Regions from separate parts of the Mus musculus genome. Here regions 1, 2, 3 and 4 are each linked to region 5. Evidence: chromatin contacts called from public ChIA-PET, HiChIP or PLAC-seq and promoter capture Hi-C data. All regions are on one chromosome and are shown on one strand. Each heading gives the region's core, a stretch centred on a gene start, on an enhancer-like site or on the middle of the called end of the contact. The rest is flanking DNA. Distances are from core to core; before and after follow the strand shown. Region 1 has its middle 21 kb from the start of Rngtt. Region 2 holds the start of Rngtt (RNA guanylyltransferase and 5'-phosphatase). Region 3 holds the start of Srsf12 (serine and arginine-rich splicing factor 12). Region 4 has its middle 16 kb from the start of Pnrc1. Region 5 holds the start of Lyrm2 (LYR motif containing 2).

Region 1 (4,564 bases), core at 196-2,695, 490 kb before region 5:
GGAGGATCTCCTGCTCCAGCCTCTACAACCACAGTGTCCTATCACCATATCACCCACACAGCTCAAGCATTCTACCATCTGTCACACCTAGCTGAAGACTGCCAGGTAATGCAGTGCGTGCCTGTAAGCTCAGTACTCCAGAGGCTCGAGCAGGAAGACCTGGAATCAGGCTAGCTTGGACTCTATATGTATATTAGATTTTAAGGGGGAAAAAATTAACCTTTCGGGGCCCAAGGTTTTAACTTTGCCCCTGAAACTTGAAAGGCACAACATCACCTGGCGAGGTCATTAAATGTAAAATCTAATTCAATAGGTTTGGCGTGGACCTGAAATTCTGCATTTCACTTATTTCTCTGAAGACAGAGTCTCAGGTAGGTAAGCCATGTTGGTTTCAAATGCCCTTTATATAGCTAAGGATGACCTAGAAATCCTGACCCTCCTGCCTCAGTCCTGAAGCACGCTCTCTCTCTCTCTCTCTCTCTCTCTCTCTCTCTCTCTCTCTCTCTCTCTCTCAAACTAGTGATACTTTTTTTTTTTAAAATGTCTGAGTGTTTGCACACCTGCATGCCAGAAGAGGGCATCAAATCCCTTTATAGATGGTCGAGATTCACCGTGAGGCTGCTTAGAATTGAACTCAGGACCTCTGAAAGAGCAGCAAGTGCTCTTAACTGCTGAGCCATCTCCCCGCCCTCTTGCAGCTTCCTCATATAAGAGGTTAGTAGCTAATATTGAACATGGGAGATGCTTTTCTAAACTAAGAATTGAATAAACTATCTCTACATCAGTGTTGGGAATTTGATCTCTTCACTGATTAAAATCCCAGGTCCTCACACTTGCATAGCAAGCACTGTCCCCACTAGGATAGCCTGGAGCCCCCGTTTTCTTTGTGTTTGTTGAGATAAGGTTTCATGCCACCCAGGCTAAGCTTTGTTACATACCAGAGACCACACTTGAATTTCTTACCTTCCTGTCTTCACTTCCTAAGTGCTGGGATTAGTCTTGAACTAACATGCCCAATCTACATTTTTCTTGCAAGTTTTCCTTCCAATATCAAATAAGAATGGCTTTACGTACTTAAGAAGTAGAAAGAGAAGCTAGAAAACAAGCCACCAGTTGAACTATACTCTGTGGCCTATGGCTACCTTTTTAAAAGCCCCCCAGTTTTCTATGGAATAGCCCAAGCCACTCCCTTGAGCTGTGAATAAAAAATCCTTTTAGGAAGCTTCTGCATCAGAGAGTACTCGCAGCCCTTAGGGAAGATGCACTTTAGAAATGGGCAGTGTCCCTGCGAGGTGTTCTTAGAGTGCTGGCATTTTCTTCAATACGCTTTTGTAATAGGGGAAATTACTATTCCAAAACACAAGCTTTAAAGACCTGTTAGCACACTGTGGTCTGAGTAACCCTTGGAGACCATGCAATCCACTGGCTAGACAGCCTGGAAACAGCCACTCGACCAATCCACTGCCTGGAAACAGTCTTGGTCCAATCAGCCTCCTAGAAACACTACCCCAACCAATCAGGGGTTTTCTAAGAATTATTTTTCTGTAAAATCTGCCCCTTGTTGCCTGACAAACCGAAACCAGAATGATAAAATGTACCTGAATTTGCTTCTACACTGACTTTCTCAGCCCCAGATGGGCCGTGGCCAGCTTGACAGACAAGCATTCTCCCTTCAGTGGGGTTCCTGCTGCAACAAGTAATTTTTTTAAACCACATCATAATCATTTTGGGCTGAGGTAAGAAAGAGATTTCAAAATATATTATTGTAGTTGTTCCAATGTGGATTCATGTGAGGAAGTTTTGGTTTGGGGTGCAGTCCTGGCTACCCATGAGAGTGAGCTGCAGTGTTTTAAATCCCTGGTACCCAGACCGACTAAGTCTGAGTTTCTTCTCATTGCTGGTGACTGATTGGGTGTAGATTCAATCAGAGAAGTCTCACCACACTAAGTCTTAGCAGGATCAGCAAGCTCCCGGAGAGGTGGTTCCTGGTGAGTTTGCTTTGTTTTTGTTGTGTGTTGCATTGTAAGTTTTTCTGCCTGGGGACTGTAAATAGGAAGGAAGTTACAGAAAGACACCAATGGTAAGGGCAGGACTGGGTCATCTGAACTCACTGAGGGCATGTCGTGGTGGTGAGGTTTACGGTTGCCGTGTTGGAATGATTTTACCCTTCCTGTTATAACACCGTCATTTCACACCATTTGTTGGGGACCCTGGGTCTGTATTTAAAGTTTCATTCTACCATTCGCCTAAAGTCAATCAAAATGGGGAAGTGAGCATATATTTGGTGAGATATCATAGGGTAAGGAGTCAGCTTTGCGGTCGGTACGTTCACCATATACAGCAAACTAAGAGTTAATACAAAATGGTTGAGGTGACCCAATTGCAGACGCAGGGCTTCCTAAGAGGTGATCAGTAAGCTGCAGTGCCAAGTCTCAGAGAGGAGCCTGCGGCACTGTGTTCAAATGCATCCCCAGGACTGCTCTGCAACCAAAGAGATTGTTATCTAATCGCTTCTGTAATGTGGGTGAGCATTTCAGATATCGCTGTAGTCATGGAAGGTGTTGCTGGCTGTGTAGACTGGGAAGGAAGACTCTGGAGACAGGGCATAGAGAGAGAGAGTCTCTATACCTTTCTGGAACCATATGAAACAGAAAATACATCTCTATGGGGGTTCTTCTCTAAGGGGGTGCTTTCCTGAATTATTGAGATGGTAGGAGAAAAAAACTACATATATTCTAGCCAACTCTACCCAGTGTGTCATCAGGCCCTTTGGGTAGTGGAACTCCTTGGGGGATTATCAAGCCAGATCCCCTCACAACCTGGCTCTGGGAGTTATAATCCTAGTGCAGCCTGGTCCTTAGAAATCTTCACTAACCGGGCATGGTAGCATTTGCCTGTGATGATGAAGCTGGAGGATCCGTGTGAGCTCCAGGCCAGCCAGGGCCCTCTTACAAGAGTCAGGCTCTAAAATCAAAACAGGGCTGCCCAAGATGGCTCCACTATAAAGACACTTGTCACTAAGCCTAGCAACTTGAGTTTTATCCCTATAGTCACGTAATGGAAGGAGACAATCCATTCCCCAAACTGTCCTTTGACCTCTGTACAAGCACTGTGGGGTGTGCCCTACCCTTATGTGGTCTCTGTCTCTGTCTCTGTCTCTCTCTCTCTCTCTCACACACACACACACACACACTCTCTCTCTCTCTTATTCTCTCTCTCTCTCACACACACACACATGTTTAAACATTAAAACAAAAGTAACTCTCCAAGAATGATATAAAATAGGAAAAGAATTTTTAATAATTGTGGGGTTTTTTTGAGATTATAACATATCATTTCCCCCTTCACCTTTCTCCTCCTAAACCTTCCCAACCCACATTGCTCTCTTTCAAACTTATGGCTTCTCTTCCTTTAGTTGTTGTTCCACACATGCATACGTGCATAAGCACACACACACTTAAATGCATGAATACAACCTTCTCAGACTGAATAATGGTACTTGTATGTATGGTTTCAGAACTGACCGTTTGGTGATGGATACGATTGGTGTGCTCTTCCCTGGGGAAGACTATTTCTTAGTTGTCTATAGTTCTCTGTGAGGCACTGAAGTCTCCTGGGCTCCCACCCCCATCCATGTCAGTGAGGGAACAAATCTTTTGGGTTCAGACTCCATCTTAGAGAGTCTGACCTAAGGTTGAACTCAAGTTAAGTAATAGGCTACCCCCAAACAAGGCCTGTGTCTAGCACCAGTTTCCAGGTTATTCCCCAACAAATCTACACCCCCAGGTTACAAGCCCACTTCTAACATTTCACTTCTTAACAACCACAAATCAGGAGGAAAACAGAAGTTAGGTTTATGGTTTGGCTCCCAGCACCAGTCAATTATGTTAAGGCCATAATGGGCCCCCAATCAGAAGTGTATCAGGCTAAATGACCCTTTCTTGCCTCTCTACATGCTTGGCTGAAACTAGGCTCAGGGCTCCACCTTCCTGCTGTGTCAGGGTTGGCAGAGACCCTACTTCAATTACATTGAAATCCGCTTCTTGGTGGTCTTTTGGGGTTCACGGCTGTTTCCTGGCATAATTGTTCACATGTCTGTTGTTGCTCTAGTTCAGCTCCTTATTGGGCAGTTGTGTTGGCGCAACCTTATGAGTGTGACTTCTGCCAATACTAGAAGACATATCACAGCAAATTCCCTGCTGTTCTGGCTCTTACAGTCTTTGTGTGCCCTCGTCTTCTATGATATATCACAACTGAACAGGAGTCACATTGGAGGTTTATCCGTGGGACTGGGCTACACAACTCTACATTTTGATTAGTTTTAATTTTCTATAATGGTCTGTCTGTTGCAAAGAGAAGTTTTCGTAGTGGGAGGTGATGACTATATTTATGTGGGTAGACCCTGAAGAAGGATCAAGATTTTTTTTTTAATTGAGGCAGGGTCTTTTGTAGCCCAGACTAGCCTTAAGCTTTCCATATACCCAAAATCTACTGAGCCTTCTGGCTCAGCTTCTCAATTTCTGGAATTATAGTATGGGACCACAACTCCCAGTGTATGCTGTAC
Region 2 (4,095 bases), core at 1,475-3,974, 510 kb before region 5:
TGCTAGGCAATATTGTAAAATATGTTTAATATATACACATAAAACCTTTTTCTTCATTAAAAAAAAAACAGTAAGTTGCAAGTTAGTTAAAGCTTAAAACTTTCACTTTTTCTTTTTCTAAATTTGAGGCAGGGTCTCATTATGCAGCCCCAGCTGGCTGGAACTCACTACCTAGGACAGGCTGGCCTCGATTCACCAGCCTCTGCCTCGTATGCTGGCATTAAAGGTCCGTCCCACCACACCCTGCAAATGCAAAACTGTTGGGAGAATGAAAAGACAAGCTAGAGTGGAGTTGACGAGTATAGAAGGAGCTATTTGACCAACTCAAGCGCCCTTTAAAAAGTGGGGCTCTAGGGAAGGGCAGGCATATTTGTTCCCGACATCTCGGAAGCAGAAGCAGGATCAGGAATTAAAGCTGATCCTCAAACTACATTGGCCATAGTTCAAGGCCAGCCATACAAACACACACAACGTGAGAGTGCATGATGTTTGCATTTATTAAAGGATGTACGCCATCAATGACAGAAAGCAGATCAACAGGACTACAGAAGTTTCATACAACAATGTATAGAAAGACTACTATGTGGAAGCTGTCATAATATTTTCCCTATGTCCATATGCTCAAACAGTCTCTAGGCAGCCACACAGTGGGTTACATAAGAAAAAAAATTGTATATTAAGGTGAAGTGTTTTAGGTAAACTGAATGGAACACATACCAAGAGCATGAGATTTAAACGTGTATGGGTTTTATGTTTAAACTCCCCTTTTTGAAGGTTTATGTATGTGTGTGCATGTGATAATTATGAGTATAATCCACATGTATGCAGGTACTAGAAGAAGCCAGAAGAGGCAATCAGATGTCCTGGAAGTGGAGCTGCAGGTGGTTGTGCGCCACTCTTCATGTTCTCTGGAACAGCAGCACTGAGACAACTCCCACGCTCCTAAAACTCATGTTTAAAGCAAGTTACTTGGCCATGACTTGGTGTCAGCATGGCCAGGTCTAGAGACGAACTGTAGCAGCAGAGCCCGTGGGTCCTTGTTAGTCTTAGAATGCCACCACTCCCATTTATCTGTCACCACATAATTGGTGCTTACTGGAATCTCCTGCCATGGGTACAAGTGTTCATACAAGTGTTACATCCACATAATGTAAAGCAACATAAATAAGAGAGGGGGGAGCAAGAAATTTTGAAGGTGGCAAAAATTCTGAGACTCCCTAAATTTAATTCCAAATGACGCCAGAAAAGATACCCAGTTAACCACCACATCCTGACCCACGCATAACACAACTGTTTCTTCCTATATGTGCTGAAATCTTCACATAAGCTCCATCCTAAAACTTCCTGCTTTGTGTTACCCAGCACAGCTTTAAAACAAAAAGTTACAGTTTTAATATACAGGTTTTAGCTCAAGAGTTAAGAAAAAGCCGGGCGTGGTACACGCCTTTAATCCCAGCACTCGGTAGGCAGAGGCAGGCGGATTTCTGAGTTCGAGGCCAGCCTGGTCTACAAAGTGAGCTCCAGGACAGCCAGGGCTATACAGAGAAACCCTGTGTCGAAAAAATACAAAACAAAACAAAAAAAAAAAAAAGAAAAAAGAAAGAAAGAAAAGAAAAAGAGAGTCACTCAGAATAAAGACAACCAGAAAGCAAGGGTGTGGGCTTCTAAGAGAGTGTGGGTACCAGCTAGCTCCTCAATAGGGAGCCACAGCTCACTGTATTTTGCCTGGTGTTCAGATAGCTAAAAAGAGAGAAAGGAAACGCTTATGTCTCATAACTCCGATAAGGAGACTTAGCAGATCTTTGCAAACACCTGCCCGATAATTACTCTATAGCTGAGTAAATCCTGTGAAAACAGAACTTGTATTCCTTCCTCAATTTTAATCACAAAAATGTTTTTGGCTTCTAGGTCCAGCAGACAAAGTTCCTAATTGCTATCTAACCCGGTTGCTGGTAACTGTGGAGCCTGGTCCTTTAAAGTTACCATGTGCGATGTCTCCACGGATTCAGAGAACTGTGCCTCCGTTATTTCATGTGTATTCCCTGGAATACATGTGTGTGGTCCAAAACTATCAAACTGTACACTTTGAAGTCACTGTTCTTTTAGCCAAGCAGTGACCCGAGCCTATAATCCCAGCTCGCAAGTTCGGGGATGAGTCCACTATACGTCAAACTCAAGATGGCAACATTCCGCAAAAAGTCAATTTTTAATAACAAAACCAAAAGTCCCCCGCTATCCAGCCTCGCGTCTCTTTAAGCTTTCCTTCAATTTCCAGGCTCACACCCAGCTACTCTCTTTCCGAAAACAAGTCTCGCCAAGACAGCGAGACCCAGTCTCCAAAATATCACAAAGAGGTTCACAAACTTTAAGCTCTAGAAGCGTCTGGTCCACCTCCGGTCCTCACTCCTCCGCCTTGCGGGAGTCCCGACTGGCGACCACCAAGCGCGCGGTCCCCCAGGCCCGGCCGGCGCAGTGAGATTCGAACCCTCCCGCAGCCCCCTCCCGGGTACCTGCCACCGGCTGACCGCGCCGCGGACAGTTCAGCCACCGCGGCGGGATCTTGTTGTAAGCCATGTCTGTGCCGCCTCGCCGATAGCTCCACAGCAAACCAGCCCGGACCCCAACGGCAGCAGCTCTACCCGGGTCCTCAGCGGCGCGCCACTTTCATTCAGGTTCGACTCCGCGGCTCCCGGCGAACCCACAATGCACTGCGACTTCCGCCCCAAAGGGCCCGCCCCCTTTCTTCCGAGGTCAGGCGAAATGGAAGCCCCGCCCAAGTGAGGGAGGGGAAGCTGCTGAGAACTAGATAGGCGGTTCCACCTGGCCCGCCCCCTTCAGCCCCGCCCCTGTATCTCAGGGCGCCGGCCTCTGCCACGCCCCGCCCCTGTTTTGCCTTTGTGAGTACTCTAATGACTGGTGTCTCTTTTTTTCCATCTAAACCGGAGAAACCCCCAAAGTAGAAGGAATCCAAGCTTCTTTCCACCTGTGGACTGACCTGCTACATTCAGAAGGGTATTTCACAGGTGAAAAAGTGCTTTTCCGTTAATCATAGCTCAAATTTGATGTCTCTGCTGGATCTGGGTCATTTGAGAATCCTCCCTTTACCTGCATCAAAAAGTCCGGAAAACCAGAGTCTAGGTTATTATAAATGAGTTTTCTTTTTTTGGCGAAGTGTAGGGGACGTGCTTCCGACGACCCATAAAACATCAAAAATTAGTTCCAGAAGCCTTAAGACTATCATTTCTGGAGCAGATGGTTTTGATGTGGTGTTTGTTTGTTTTGTTTATTGCTGGTTTTCACCTTTTTTTTTTTTTTTTTTTTTTTTTTTTTTTTGGTTTTTCGAGACAAGGTTTCTCTGTATAGTCCTGGCTGTCCTGGAACTCACTTTGTAGACCAGGCTGGCCTCGAACTCAGAAATCCACCTGCCTCTGCCTCCCGAGTGCTGGGATCAAAGGCTTGCGCCACCACACCCGGCTTCGCCCATTCTTGAGATTTAAAACACCATATGAAAAGCTGTAGCTATAAGCTTGGTTGTGGGCCACTAGGAGCAAGCTGGTTCTTCCTTATAATCCCTTCAGTCATCAACTTGACATGCCTGAGAAGAGGAAACCTCGATTGAGGACCTAATTGACCTGTGGCCCTGTCTATTGGGCATTTTCTTGATTGCTAATTGTGGTGGTTTGACTGTGCTTTGCCCATGGGAAGGGGCACTGTTAAGTATGGCCTTATTGGAGGAGGTGTAGCCTTGTTAGAGGAAGTGTGTCACTGTGGGGTGGGCTTTGAGGTCTCTGTGTGTGTGCGTGCGTGTGTGTGTGTGTGTGTGTGTGTGTGCACGCGTGCGCGCACGCACGCACGCTCGCACATGATCAAGTCTGGCAGAGACAGTCTCCTCCTAGCCGCAGTTGGATCAAGACATAGAACTCTCAGCTTTCTCCAGCACCATGTTTGCCTGGATACTGCCATGTTTCATGCCTTTATGATAATGGACTGAACATCTGAACCTGTAAGTCAGCTACAATTAAATGTTGTCCTGGTCATGGTGTGACTTCACAGCAATGGAACCCCAAACTATGACACTAATCAATGGCAGAGAGC
Region 3 (4,300 bases), core at 503-3,002, 410 kb before region 5:
AGTAGGTTGAGGCAAGTTGCAGCAGGGGTTGAGGTGTGTGTGTGTGTGTGTGTGTGTGTGTGTAACATGCTCATAATCACAGCTATGGGGGAGGCTGAAGTAGAAAGAGGGAAAACCCAAGTCCTGGTTGGGCTACAAAATTGAACGGATGCCCCAGTAAGTATAGCTCTGTAGGGAGCCCAGCATGTACAGACTGGGTTTGATTCTCTAGAACTGGAAAAGGTGGCAACGTGACTTCCCATTCGAGGACACATGCTCACCTGTTGCAGTCTGTACCATTCTACTACGTCTCATAAGCTGGTACCCCCACTCATCTGTATTCCTCTGCCTCGCTCTTGTGGCCACTAGGGTTGGGAATCTCCCGGGTTTCTTTTGTAAGCATGCCATGAAGACCTTTTGCTTATTGTTCAAGTTGTTTAACTGCTTTTAGCCTACCCAAATATTAATTTTGCTTCCTGTGTGAGGATGTTTGGATAAACAGGTAGAGAAGAACCATAAAACCCAGGAATCTTTTAAAATTCTATTAACTCACAGTCTACAGTAGTGACATAAATATTTACAGTGATTAAATTTAAAGTTCTTAATTCTCCTAAAAGTAAATCCCCAGCTTGGTGGTGGGGGTCACCTGCAATGCCAGGACTTGGGAGGGAGGCCAAGGTAACAGGATCAGAAGTACAAGGTCAGCCTAGACTAGATACTACTCTCTCTCTCTCTCTCTCTCTCTCACAAAACAAAACAAAACAAAAACAAAAACAAAAACAAAACAAAACATACATTATGATTACTTCAGATAACTAACAACTGAAGAGCTGCGTACATTTGTGCCTGTTTAGGTCCAGGTAACTCCTTAAAACCCTTGAACTTCAACTTTTCCATAGGTGGCCAAGATGGCAGAACTAGAACGGGGGATTAAGTAATTCCAATGAAAGATGAAGGTGTCTATTAGTGTCACGCCTCCCATTCTCTCTCCGGCTCCTATTAAAGGAAAAGGTGCGCTAGTCTGAAAAAAGGGCATTTCTTCAGCTCTATGCCTGGCAACCATCTGGACAGAATTTTCAAAGAGGGATGGAGGAAATAAAGACTTCCTGCACCATAATGAAGCCTAAGACTGTTCCCAGGACTCAAAGAAAACCATAGAAATCGAACTGACTAGTCTTTTGTATATTAAATGTGGGCCATAATCACTGTCTGAACAGTGCAGAGGAAATTGCAAGGCCTAAGGTGTGCATCCTGGGGAGGAGACAGCCCCAGTTCCTCCGGAAGGTTAGTGGGCGGCGCCTGCAGAGCGCAGTGCCACCAGAGCCAGGGCCAGCACTGCCACCACAGCCGGAGCCACCCAGCCCGCACCTTGACGCCGGGCCAACACCTGACATCACGACCGCACCCCAACACCTCGCCCACACCCCAAAACCCAGATACTCCGACAGCCCGCAGTGGCACCCCTACGACACCTGGCCAGCATTCCCAACACCCGGCCAGTGCCCCAACACAAGACCGGTACCCTGACGCCCAAATGGCACCCCAACAGCTTGCAGCTCGGCACCCGGGGTACCCGGGCGGCATCGTCATCCAGACAGCCCCCCACTGCCCACCCCGTACCCCGACAACCCGGCGCCCCGGCCCGTGCCCCCGCGGGGTCCGGTCTCCACTCACCTGGTGGCGTCTGCGACGTTCCTGACGAACAGGGAGGTGTTGGGGGGCCTGGTGTAGCGAGACATGCCTCTCGCGGCCCCGCTCCCAGCAGCCCGCCGCGCCCCCTCCCGGGCCGGCCGCGCAGCCGCAGACGCGGGCGGGGGGCGCGGGGCCTGCGCGGCCGCGCGAGCACAGACCTTGCCACTGCCCGGGCCTCTAGGGAATAGATCCGATCCCCCATCGCTGCAGGCCAGCTAGGTGCTCCAAGGGAGACCTGCCTCTCCCAAACAGCCCCAGAAAAAGATCTCATGACAGGGCTTCGAAAGAGCCATGTGCAGGGTCAGGGAGCCACTTGTGGGCATGCAAGCTTAGCCACAGCCTTTCCCTAAAGAGATCAACTCGACCCTCAGGGAAGAAAGACTGAACACGGGCGTGGGGGTGGGGGTGGGGGGAACTGCTGCAGTACTGCAGCTTAAGCAAAAAGGCCTCGAGGCAATAAACAGGGTAAGCATCAAAGAAACCCAGACGGGAGAGCAGGCTGGGGTCTTTTGTTTGCTTGTTTACTCAGGCCTAGAATTCCTTTTGTAGTGGGCTCCACATCAGGCTGGGTTTAATGCTAGGAAAATTGAGAGTACTGTGTATTGGTTAGTGGAGCTGGTGTAATAATGCCACGCATTTGGTGGTTTAATGAAACTTATCTTGAAAAGACTAGGGATGTAACTCAATGGAAGAGTGATTGTCTAGCCTGCAGGATGCACGCTGTTCCAGTACCTGAGCAGAGACTATGGCAGAACCTGTCATCCCAGGGCATGGGGGGGGGGGGGGGGAGGACGGTGAGGAGTGATGGCAGGGAGGTCAAAAGTTATCTACTATAGAGGAGCTGGAGGCCAGCCAACTGAGACCTGTCATTACTGATAGCGCATAGATCTACTCTTACAATTTCTAGATCTGTTTTGAAGCAGCTAAGTACTTCTTTTAGTACAACAGCTTCCTGTAGGAGAGCCTGAGGCAGGAACATTTTCAAGTGCAGATGACTAAATGATATTACACCGGGGTAGCTTCGAGGTGGGGGCTGGAGAGAAGGTTCAGCAGTCAAGAGCGCTTGCTGCTCTTGCAGTGGACCCGGCCGGGTTCCTCTCCCAGTGTCCACGTGGTGGCTTACAGTTCCAGGGTGTCCAACACCCTCTTCTGGCCTCAGTGGGATGCAAGGCACACAAGTAGGCAAAACACTTACACATACAATAAAAATAATAGTTTGACAAAAGGAATACTGCATTAAGCTTGGCCGGTGTCTTAAGCAACCATGTTCAGTAACTAATATAGCTATGTGTTATTGCTTTTTCGATGTTTTTTTCTGGTACTCTTGAGGGTCCAGACTAAAAGCCCTCCGTGTCCTAGATTTTTTTTTTTAAATCATATTCATCCAAAGTTGTAGGCTTTATAACCAAAAGTACTGCTTTGTTGAATCATCTCTTCAAAGCAGCAGGCGATGCTGTACAGAGTTCAGAGGTGTATGAAGGAGTGCAATGATCCTAGTGACTGTGATGAAGGCTCAGTACATAAGAGTGCTTACAGTGCACTGACTCAGAGTTCCCAACACCCACTTGTAAAAATCCTGGGCATGGCCACACCCCTGTGACCCAGCATCACAAAGCCACACCCCTGTGACCTCAGCATCGTGAGGTCAGAGACAGGTGAATCCCAGGAACTCAATGGCCAGCAATCCCTGAAGAAATGGAGAGGTCCAAATCTTCAGTTTTAGTGAGGGATGCCACCTTGGGAGAAGACATACTTGTGGAGTTGTGGAGTGAGAGTCACCCTGCAGCCTTCTCCAGCACATGTCACACAAGTGTAACCCTCTTTCCTCCATTAAAATAGAAACATTTTAAATGAAAAGAATAAAAAGTTAGCTTAGAGTGACAACGTGGCTAGGGAGATCTTCCTGAAAATTTTTGGTCTATTTCATGCTTATTTTCTCCCCAAAACAGGACTTCTGTTTTTAAAGTATTTTGAGATGCCCTTGTATCTTTTCTCATTTAGATACTATAATTATTTTTACCTTTTCTCCCCTTGGAGACAGGGTCTCATTTTATAGCATGGCTGGTTTAGTACTCACAGTTGTAGCCCCAGGTAGGGTTGCAGTTGCAGCAATCCTCCCACATCAGACTCTGTACCACTGGAATTACAGGCATGCACCACCATGCTTTTCTATTTTACTTTAAAAAAAAAAAAAAAGTAGAGTTAAAAAGATGCAATTGAAATCCCTGCCACAGAGCTGGAATGTAGATCCGTGACAGGGCACTAGTGAGCGTGAGGCCTTGGGCTTGAGTGCCAGCGTTGTGACAGTCCACAAGGAGGAGGAGGAAAAGGAGGAAGAAGAGGAAGAGAAGGAGGAGGAAATGAGAAATTGCAGGTCTATAAAGAATATTGGGAAAAGGAAAAAGTCAGACTCCCTTTCAATTGTTAAAGCTTGCCTAAACAGACAAACTTCTTAAATCACTGTTATGTTATATTGAAAGTAGATGGGCTGTTGAGCTGGTTCAGTAGGTAAAGGAGCTTGCCAGCAAACCTGACAGCCTGAGACAGATGCCAAGGACCCACATGGGGGAAGGAGAGAACAGATTCCAACAGTTGTTCTCTTAGCTGCACAAGTACAATTTGGCATATG
Region 4 (4,459 bases), core at 432-2,931, 470 kb before region 5:
GTCTAGGACCCAGTACCAAGCATGGCACAAGGTATGGTGCTAGGGCAGAGTCGGGAGCATAGCCACCCTCCAAACCCTGTGCAAGTCGGCATGGCCTTACACACCTGATATCCCAGCACTGGGGAGATAGAGGAAGGAAGATCAGGAGTTCAAGGTGATCCTTAGCTAACCTGAGCTAACCTGGGATACATGAGATCCTGTCTCAATAAATAAAATAATAAAAGGTTCTGGGGCCAGGTGCTTCTCAATGGCAGTCACACCCTCTATTTTTAATATAATTACTTTAAAAAGCATATAAAGTAATGAGTTTTAGATGATGCTTTCATTCATGTGAACTGTTGTTCTCATTTTCTATAATTATCCTCATTTTCTATAATTTTCTTCAAACACATTTTCAGTCAGTTCCCTTGACACAGTTTCCAGAGAAGTGCTTGCCAGAGTTGATTTGAGAATCTACATATGGCTCCTCTTTTTAAAACATTTTTTCACATTCATGTGTGAGCATCTATGTACATGCAAGTAAGCACACACATGTGCCACAGCGTTCACATGAAGGTCAGGGGACCCCTTGAACCCCTGGAGTCTCAGGGATGGAACCCTGGTCACAGGCTTTCTAGCAAATCCCTTCATGGTTGAGCCATTTCACTGTCCAGCTTTCACACGAATAGAATCCAAACAAGACAGGTATCACATGACATCATACTCTTTCCAATTCTGAATATTGACTGGGAAAGTGCCAGGCACTGTGCTGGGTACCTGGAGATGCAACTAAAAGGTGGTTTGTAATGTTAAGAAACATCAGACAATAAGAAACACTTTCTGAGCCTGGTGTGGTGGCCCACACCTTTGATCCCAACACTTGGGAGGCAGAGGCAGGCAGATTGCTGAGTTCAAGGCCAGCCTGGTCTACAGAGTGAGTTCCAGGACAGCCAGGGCTACATGGCTACACACACTTGTAATCCCAACTTTGGAAGAGAAACTAAGCTACACAGAAAGACAGATGCTGTCTTCAAAAGAATCAATCAATTGATCTCTCAAGAGGCAAACAAAACATTTAAAAATAAAACTTTTTTTTTTTTTTACTTTTAAGGTTTAAATTTTTAATTTTTGAGAATTTCATGGAGACTGTATGTATTCACAGTATTTACCTCCCCTCCCCTCTAACTTCTCAGGTTCATGTCTCTTCTTCACTTTTATTGTTGTTACACATATGTAACTTTATTAATTATTTAGTTAGTTAGTCTTGGTTTTTCGAGACAGGGTTTCTCTTTGTAGCCCTGGCTGTCCTGGAATTTACTCTGTAGTGTGAATGCTGGCCTCGAACTCAGAAATCTGCCTGCCTCTGCCTCCCAAGTGCTGGGATTAAAAGCGTGCGCCACCACTGCCCGGCTACATAACTTATTGAGTTCATTTAGTGTGGCTTGAATGTACTTGGATTTGATAACCCTTCAGGTGTTGGGGATTGGGTCTAACTCTGAAGGTCCTTGTCCTCAATTGGTTTTTAACCAATCAATAAAGATGCCAGCGGCCAATGGCTGAGCAAAGAAAGATGGGGTGTGTCCCTTGGGTTTGTGAGGGCTAGGACACTGGAGAGAGGAAGAGAGAAGAGAATCCCTGTGACTGGGTGTGGGGGAGGGGGGCGAATGAGATTTAGGAGCTGCTGGAGAGAAAGCCAACTAGCCATGTGAGAATTGAGTGGGTGGCCACTGGCCACTTCCCCAATCGGCCTGGGGTAGCAGCAAGAGGTGTAGAACTGCTCAGCTTTTAAGCTAATCCCAGCATTTCAAAATTGGGCTAAAGTGTGTGTGTCTTTCATCGGAAGAATTCCTGGGCCGGTGGCTGGGAGCACGTGACCCACCACCCACACCCACCGTGAGCACTAAGTGGTGTAGCCCAAATTCACCGCAACAATCAGGGAACTCATTTACGCAAAGAACTGGTGTTTCCTCCCAGAGCAGCAGTTGCTTGCCTTTGGTGATATCTTACTGAACCAGTCATCACCATGGTTCATAGTTTGACAGTTAGGTAGGATCACAGACTTTTCCTCTCCCTTCGGAGCTTGCATAACATCTTCAGAAAGTTCCTTGAAAAGGAAGCGTCCAGGCCAGTTCTAGCTCAAGTCCAGCACCTCCTGTGTCCAGAATATGGAGTGTCTTCAACAATCCCGTCTTGCCTTGGGTGTTTACTTAACTCTTTTTTTCTTGAGTTCTTTGCATATTCTAGGTATTAATCTTCTGTCAGCTTTATGCAGCTAGCAAAGGTTCTCTCCCGCTCTGAGGCTCGCTCTTCTCTTCACTGCTCCCTGTGCTGTACAGGCGCTTTTAAGTTTTATGAAGGCTCATTTGTCAATTGTCATCTTTAATTCCTGAACAGACAGAGTCCGACTTATAAATTCCTTTTCTGCCCATGTTTTCTTCTAGAAGTCTTAGGGTTTCTAGTCAGGTTTCACATTAAAGTCTTCAATTCACTTAGAGTTGATTTTTGTGCAGAGTAACAGATATAGATATAACTTCATTTTTCTTCAAAATATGGACACTCCATTTTCCCAGCATCATTTGTTGAAGATGTTCTCTTTCCCCCAGTGTGCATTTTTTTGGCTTCTATCATACACCAGTTGGTGAGCTACAGGTCTAACTCAGTGGTAGAGTATTTGTCTAGCATGCACGAAGCCCTGAGTTTGATCTCCAGTATGAAGAAAACCTAACAAAAGTATATTTAAGTCAGGTGTGTTAGTTCATACCTTCAATTTCACTCCCACTGGAGGCCAAGTCAGGAGGATTGCTGTAAGTTTGAGAGCAGTCAGGACTACATTGTAAGCCTGTGTCTCACAATTGGAAAATAAATGTGTATGGCTGTTTTGCCTACATGTGTACATGAATGTGCATCTTGTGTGCATCCCTGGCACACACAAAAGAGGGGTCCAGTCCCCTGGTGGTTGTGAGCCACTATGTGGGTCCTGGGAACTGAAGCCAGGTCCCTGCCAGAGCAGTCAGTGCTCTTAACCTTTGAGTCATCTCTCTGTCTTAATTTCTGTCCCTTAGTGCAACGTCCATGACCAAGGCAACTCTTCCAGAAGAAAGCATTTATTTGGGGGTTTATTTACACATTTAGAAGGTTAGTCCAGGAACATCATGGCAGAAAGTGTGGAAGGCAGCAGGCAGACATGGGGCTGAGAGCTTTCATCCTGACGATAGTGCTGATGCAAGTTAGACAGTCAATAGTGAATCATTAAAAATTTCTGTTGTTGTTTTGAGATGGGGTCTTACTGTGTGTTTTAGTTAGGGTTAGGTCATGCAACAAAACAGCATGACCAAAAGCAGGTTGGGAAGGAAAGGGCTTATTCAGTTTACACTTCTACATTGCTGTTCATCATTGAAGGAAGACAGGACAGGAACTCAACCAGGGCTGAAGCCTGAAGGCAGGAGCTGATGCCGAGGCCATGGAGGGGTGCTGCTTACTGGCTTGCTCAGCATGGCTTGCTCAGCCTGCTTTCTTTCTTTCTTTCTTTCTTTCTTTTTTTTAAAAAAGATTTATTTATTATATGTAAGTACACTGTAGCTGTCTTCAGACACACCAGAAGAGGGCATCAGATCTCATTACAGATGGTTGTGAGCCACCATGTGGTTGCTGGGATATGAACTCAGGACCTCTGGAAGAGCAATCAGTGCTCTTAACCGCTGAGCCATCTCTCCAGCCCTCAGCCTGCTTTCTTATAGAACCCAGGACCACCAGGCCAGGGATGGTACCACCCACAATGGGCTAGCCCTTCCTACATTGGTCACTAATCAAGAAAAGGACCCTATAGCCCAATATAATGGAGGCATTTTCTCAACCGAGTTTCCCTCCTTTCAAACAATTCTAGTTTGTGTCAAATTTGCATAAACTAGTCAGCACACTATGTAATGTGTAATGGTGAACTGGGAACTCCCTGTGTAGACCAGGCTGGCCTTGAATTCCTAGACAGCCACCTGCCTCTGCTTCCCAGGTGCTAAGAATAAAGGTGAACACCACCATGTCAGCCATGAAAGGACTGACAACATGACTCAGCAATTGCTGGGCAGCCTGAGTTTTATCCCTGGGACTAGAAAGAGAACTGGCTGCTTCAAGTTGGCCTGTGATCTCCACACACTTTCCATGGTACACACATCACCACCCCCACTCCTGATACACATATAAGGAAACAAACAAATGGAATAATTTTGAATGGGGTTAGTAAAAAGACGACTCGGATGTGGTGGTGCATGCCTGTAATACTACCACTTGGAAAATAGAGACAGAAAGGTCAGGAGTTCAAAGCCAGCCTGAGATATGTGAGAGCCTAGCTCAAAACAAAACAAAACAAAAAAAGAATCCCCGAGGGCTAGAGGGATGGCTCAGCAGTTAAGAGCACTGACTGCTCTCTTCCAGAGGTTCTGAGTTCAATTCCCAGCAACCACATGGTGGCTCACAACCATCTGTA
Region 5 (4,269 bases), core at 1,669-4,168:
AAAAATTGAGTCGGGCAGTGGTGGCGCACGCCTTTAATCCCAGCACTTGGGAGGCAGAGGCAGGTGGATTTCTGAGTTCGAGGCCAGCCTGGACTAGAGTGAGTTCCAGGACTGCACAGAGAAACCCTGTCTCGAAAAACCAAAAAAAAAAAAAAAAAATTGAAAAAAATAGTTAGACAGGGTTGACAGAGGCAGGAGAATCTGAGTTCAGGGCCAGCCTGGTCTACAGAGTGAAGCCATGGCCAGCCAGAGCTACATAGTTAAAAAAAAAAAAATCAAGCCTCAGCTTGCCCTCTGACAGCTTTATAGAATTCTCTGTACACCACTGCTGAACCATCATCAAACCACCATTGTTCACAGCTAGTGAGTGGTGTTTAGTCTGAAGAGTTTAGACTAAACAGGAGTTATTTGGATTTGCATGTCAAGAAGACCACCAAGGGAACTATTTAACGTTCTCCCTCAAGACTTTGATAGAACACATGGTGACTCACATCTGTAATTCTGGCACTTGGAAGGTGGAGGGTGGAGAATTAGAATGGGAGATCCTGTTTCAAAAATGAAACCTCAAGTTGTTCACAATGCTTGTCAGCTATTTTTGCATGAGCCATGTAGTTTTTAAAAACCTGACTTCTAAGAGCATGAGATCATTCTCATGCAGAACTGCACGTGGGCCCTAAGGCTCCAGCACAGTGCGCTGCTGCACGTCTTTTCAGGCACCCCAGCACAGGATCCTAGTCAGCCTCTGTTTGGCTTCTCTGTGTTGATGGGCCTTCTGTTCACAGTATAAGTTCAGATTCATCAACAAGCTGTCACTTTCAAAGATTCCACTAAATTGTCAACTTTGTGACCTATTTCTTTTTCCAGTGTTTGCAGGAGAATGCAGAGTACAATGCTCCTTAATGATGATTCTTTTTTTTTTTTTTTAAAGATTTGTTTATTGTATTTATAGGTACACTGTAACTGTCTTCAGACACAACAGAAGAGGGCACCAGATCTCATTACAGACGGTTGTGAGCCACCATGTGGTTGCCGGGATTTGAACTCTGGACCTTTGGGAGAGCAGTCAGTGCTCTGATTCATCATTTCATGAGGATGTTAGGTGCAGGAGCTGAACTGCCCACCCAGTGCTCCCTCTTCTTGGTGTTCTTAGCTATTTCCACTAAAGCTCCGCGAGACCTCAGTCTTATGGTTATCAAACCATGTCACACCTGAAGAAAGTCACTTCAGAACTCTGAAGGACAAAGCAGGTTATTCAAGCAAGATCTAGCGCTGTTTCTAGCCAGTTCTTAACCTTCCTAATGCTGTGACCCTTTAATACAGCTCTAATTTTATGGTGACCCACAACTGTAAAAATTTTGTTACTTCATAACTGTAATATTGCTGTTATGAATCATAAATACCTAATACTAGACCCCCGTGAAAGAGTTGTTTGGCCCCAAAGGGGTCATGACCCACAGCAAGAGAATCACTTTTCTAGGGCAGTACACTGCCAGTCCTGCATCTGACTTTGTAACAGCTTGTGATCACATCACAACATACACTCATTTTGGTTTGTGTGCCACAGTGCCTGTGTGGAGGTCGGAGGGCAACTTTCTGGAGTGGTTTTTTTTTTTTTTCCACGATATGAGTGTCACAGGGACCAAACTTCTGTCCTTGGCAGCAAGAGTCTTCATGAGGAGCTATCTTTACCAGCCCTGTCCTCATTGCCTTTCTAAGAATTGCTAACTAGTCGTCTGTTTTTCAAAGGGGCTGCCATTTCACCTTCCCTCTGAGCAATTGAGGATTCCAACCTCTCATCTTGACATTAGTTCACGTTTAATTATTACAGCCACGGACTGTAGTGGAAATATTAACACGCTTCACTTATATTCTTGATCAGAGTGATTATCACCTTTTTGGGTGCTCTATGACAGTGGCTCGGAGCCTGTGCAAAACACATGAAAAATCTTCCAGTTACGAGTTGGCTAAGGCAAGCGTCCTTTCTAGTTCCTTTAGCTGCATATTGCCTTGGGTTATCATCATTCGGATTGTATCCTGTGGAGGAAAGGACAATCTAGTCATTGTTTTACCAGCTTAACCACGGCAAAGTTCTATTATTGTATCTGGTACAGTCAAGAACCAACAGTGGCTGTTACAGGTTGTAGCTGTGGGCTTACCAATGCCCAAGGCACTACATTCAATCCTGTCACCAAAAGGCACTCCCCCCATCCACCCCCCCCCCCCAAAAAAAAACAGTAGTGTGAAGTGGAAAGCTGGACGCTAGGCTACACAATACAAAGCCAGATGTGCTGCAAAACAAATGTAAAATACCCAGTGGGCAGTGAGCAAATTCTCTGTGGCATATTCCAAGGTGTTCGCTAAACTTCACAAGCTCAGTGATACAATGGGACAAAGGAGCCGTGGCCCCAGCGTGGTCTTGCTCTCACCTCTTCTGTGGCACTTTTGTTTCTTTTAAATTCTTCCCTGGCCCAATCCTGAAGGTATTTTCGGTCAGAATCACTTGGAACTTGCCTAATCGCTCGCAAAATCTTTCTGTAGAGGAGGAGAACTTGCTGCCTTCTCATGAACTGCTCAAGGGAAGGAGAAAGACAAGTTACCACAAACCAGCCGGCTCCACTCAGCAAGCAGAAATAGCCCTTTGGTCCTCGCTAGCAAACAGAACAAGAGAGAATCCTTGCGGACCGGCGGGCGGGCGGCTTGCGAGGGCGGGGCACGCCTAGCAGCTCCGCCCTCGGGAGGCTGAGGCTGTCGGCCGAGGCCCGCGGTGGCCGCGGCGAGCCAGGTCGCAGGGGGAGCGCGACCACACAGGACACCTCCGCGGGGCTGAGAGATCAGCAGTACCTGCTTCAGCGTCAGGGCTGCGGGAGGCAAGCGGGATGCCGCCATGTTGCCCACGGAAGCTGCTGCGGCTCAGGAGCGGAAGTGGCCCTCGGGCACCCTGGTCACGGAAGCGGAAGGAGGAGACGGATGCGCGAGTCCTGGGTTTTCCGCGGAGAACCCAGGAGCTCGGTCGCTTTTACGGGAGGGGAGAAAATGTGTGCCTTTTGAGCACCCTTGCTGTGTATAACTGAGAAGACCGCCATTATGCTGGCAAATTCCGTTTGCATCCTGGAAGCTTCTCTTTTTCTCTACACTTTATCCTACAGCACGCAGGTCGCCTCGATCGTTGCGACTCCGTGCGCTTTCCCTACTCGTGTGCCCTCTCGCTTTTTTGTTTTTGTCCCCCACATCACATACCCAGAAGTCAGGTTATTGAATCTGCTTCTCGTGTTTTGTTTTGGTTTTTCAATTTTTCTCTAACATGGGACGTTGGGGATCAAACCTGTATCATCAGGTTTGGGGCAAAGCACCTTTAATGTCTGAGCCATTTCAATGGCCCTTGGATAATTTCTTTATATAGAGAGCTTTAACTCTACATTAACATATTTGTTTCTTTTTTTGGTTTTTCGAGACAGGGTTTCTCTGTGTAGCCCTGGCTGTCCTGGAACTCGCTCTGTAGACCAGGCTGACCTCAAACTCAGAAATCCGCCTGCCTCTGCCTCCCAAGTGCTGGGATTAAAGGCGTGCGCCACCATGCCCGGCTAACATATTTGTTTCTTTTGAGACTTTACAATATTGTCTTCTACTCACAGCTGTTGTAAAAGTGTATTATTATGATCAGTTTTATATTTACTCCACGTAAGTTATTTTCATTTATGACACACTATGGATCTAAGTTCTTTTCCAGCCACTAGACTAAAAATTCAAGATCATTTATTAAATAATTCATGACTTTCTCAGGTCATTGTAGTAATCTTTTTGAATGCAGGGTCTTTTATTGTCTAAATAATTCGATCAGTCTTGTTTTATCTCGGCCAGGTATCAAGCTATAAATTTTGCTTTTTATGTTGTTGTTCTGGCAGATCCAGTAGTTTCTTGTTAGGATATTTTCTATGACCCTTGGAAAGGCACTGAGCTAATTTCCACATCACCTGGGGATATTTATAAGATTCATAATTAGTGCTGGGTCTAAATTGGGCACCGAGAACAGGTATTTTGTACATTCTTTTCTCTACACTCATGTTAGCCACAGGCAATGTTGTCATATAGATATATACTCCCTGTCTCAAAGATTTATACTTTGAGTAGGAAAGCTTTGAAGGTCAATGCAGTGTTACTTAATTGACTGAGAGTAGGTTCTTGCCTCAAATAACTCTCAGCGCCAAAGCTCAGCGTACAGTCTTTTTAAAGACAAAAGACGCAATGCCATCATTGTCAGGTGTAAGTCAG

What was found. Promoter capture Hi-C pulls out the DNA fragments that hold promoters and counts their contacts. ChIA-PET counts read pairs in DNA pulled down with a chosen protein or histone mark. HiChIP or PLAC-seq counts read pairs in DNA pulled down with a chosen protein or histone mark.
Region 1: a contact with region 5 is called in a promoter capture Hi-C map of liver. The contact joins the enhancer-like site here to the promoter of Lyrm2 in region 5. A contact is called at or near these places in 11 of 39 promoter capture datasets (the 3T3-L1 cell line, the C10 cell line, the HPC-7 cell line and 7 more), 7 of 115 datasets of contacts at active chromatin or transcription factors (bone marrow-derived macrophages, differentiating embryonic stem cells, embryonic stem cells and 1 more) and 1 of 9 other capture datasets (macrophages).
Region 2: a contact with region 5 is called in an H3K27ac HiChIP or PLAC-seq map of trophoblast stem cells, with 15 times the contacts expected there. The contact joins the promoter of Rngtt here to the promoter of Lyrm2 in region 5. A contact is called at or near these places in 15 of 39 promoter capture datasets (the 3T3-L1 cell line, the C10 cell line, cranial neural crest and 8 more), 5 of 484 Hi-C or Micro-C datasets (the AML12 cell line, CD8 T cells, memory CD8 T cells and 2 more), 6 of 115 datasets of contacts at active chromatin or transcription factors (bone marrow-derived macrophages, embryonic stem cells, forebrain and 3 more) and 1 of 9 other capture datasets (liver).
Region 3: a contact with region 5 is called in an RNA polymerase II ChIA-PET map of memory CD8 T cells, with 134 read pairs. The contact joins the promoter of Srsf12 here to the promoter of Lyrm2 in region 5. A contact is called at or near these places in 9 of 39 promoter capture datasets (the C10 cell line, the HPC-7 cell line, cranial neural crest and 6 more), 1 of 484 Hi-C or Micro-C datasets (embryonic stem cells) and 7 of 115 datasets of contacts at active chromatin or transcription factors (bone marrow-derived macrophages, embryonic stem cells, large pre-B cells and 2 more).
Region 4: an H3K27ac HiChIP or PLAC-seq map of embryonic stem cells shows a contact between it and region 5, with 2.9 times the contacts expected there. The contact joins the enhancer-like site here to the promoter of Lyrm2 in region 5. A contact is called at or near these places in 6 of 39 promoter capture datasets (the C10 cell line, cranial neural crest, embryonic stem cells and 3 more), 7 of 115 datasets of contacts at active chromatin or transcription factors (bone marrow-derived macrophages, differentiating embryonic stem cells, embryonic stem cells and 2 more) and 1 of 9 other capture datasets (liver).

What each region holds. Positions count from the first base shown.
Region 1 is chr4:33,287,167-33,291,730 of GRCm38.p6, reverse strand. No RefSeq gene overlaps it. Among named protein-coding and RNA genes, the nearest start is that of Rngtt, 21 kb to the left of the region's middle. Within about 2 kb of position 1,445, at least 183 of the 459 cell types and tissues checked have an H3K27ac peak or open chromatin away from gene starts, as enhancers often do. A contact at or near this core is called in bone marrow-derived macrophages, hippocampal neurons and liver, where this site is marked.
Region 2 is chr4:33,308,940-33,313,034 of GRCm38.p6, reverse strand. It overlaps Rngtt (RNA guanylyltransferase and 5'-phosphatase), which reads right to left and starts at 2,724. Exons shown (of 16, transcript NM_011884.3): 1 at 2,511-2,724. The coding sequence starts at 2,574.
Region 3 is chr4:33,206,724-33,211,023 of GRCm38.p6, reverse strand. Srsf12 (serine and arginine-rich splicing factor 12) reads right to left here and starts at 1,752. Exons shown (of 5, transcript NM_001372518.1): 1 at 1,654-1,752. The coding sequence starts at 1,718.
Region 4 is chr4:33,262,658-33,267,116 of GRCm38.p6, reverse strand. No RefSeq gene overlaps it. Among named protein-coding and RNA genes, the nearest start is that of Pnrc1, 16 kb to the right of the region's middle. Within about 2 kb of position 1,681, at least 26 of the 459 cell types and tissues checked have an H3K27ac peak or open chromatin away from gene starts, as enhancers often do. A contact at or near this core is called in bone marrow-derived macrophages, differentiating embryonic stem cells and embryonic stem cells, where this site is marked.
Region 5 is chr4:32,798,908-32,803,176 of GRCm38.p6, reverse strand. It overlaps Lyrm2 (LYR motif containing 2), which reads right to left and starts at 2,918. Exons shown (of 3, transcript NM_175364.4): 1 at 2,842-2,918; 2 at 2,427-2,567; 3 at 909-2,034. The coding sequence starts at 2,886. The coding sequence ends at 1,954.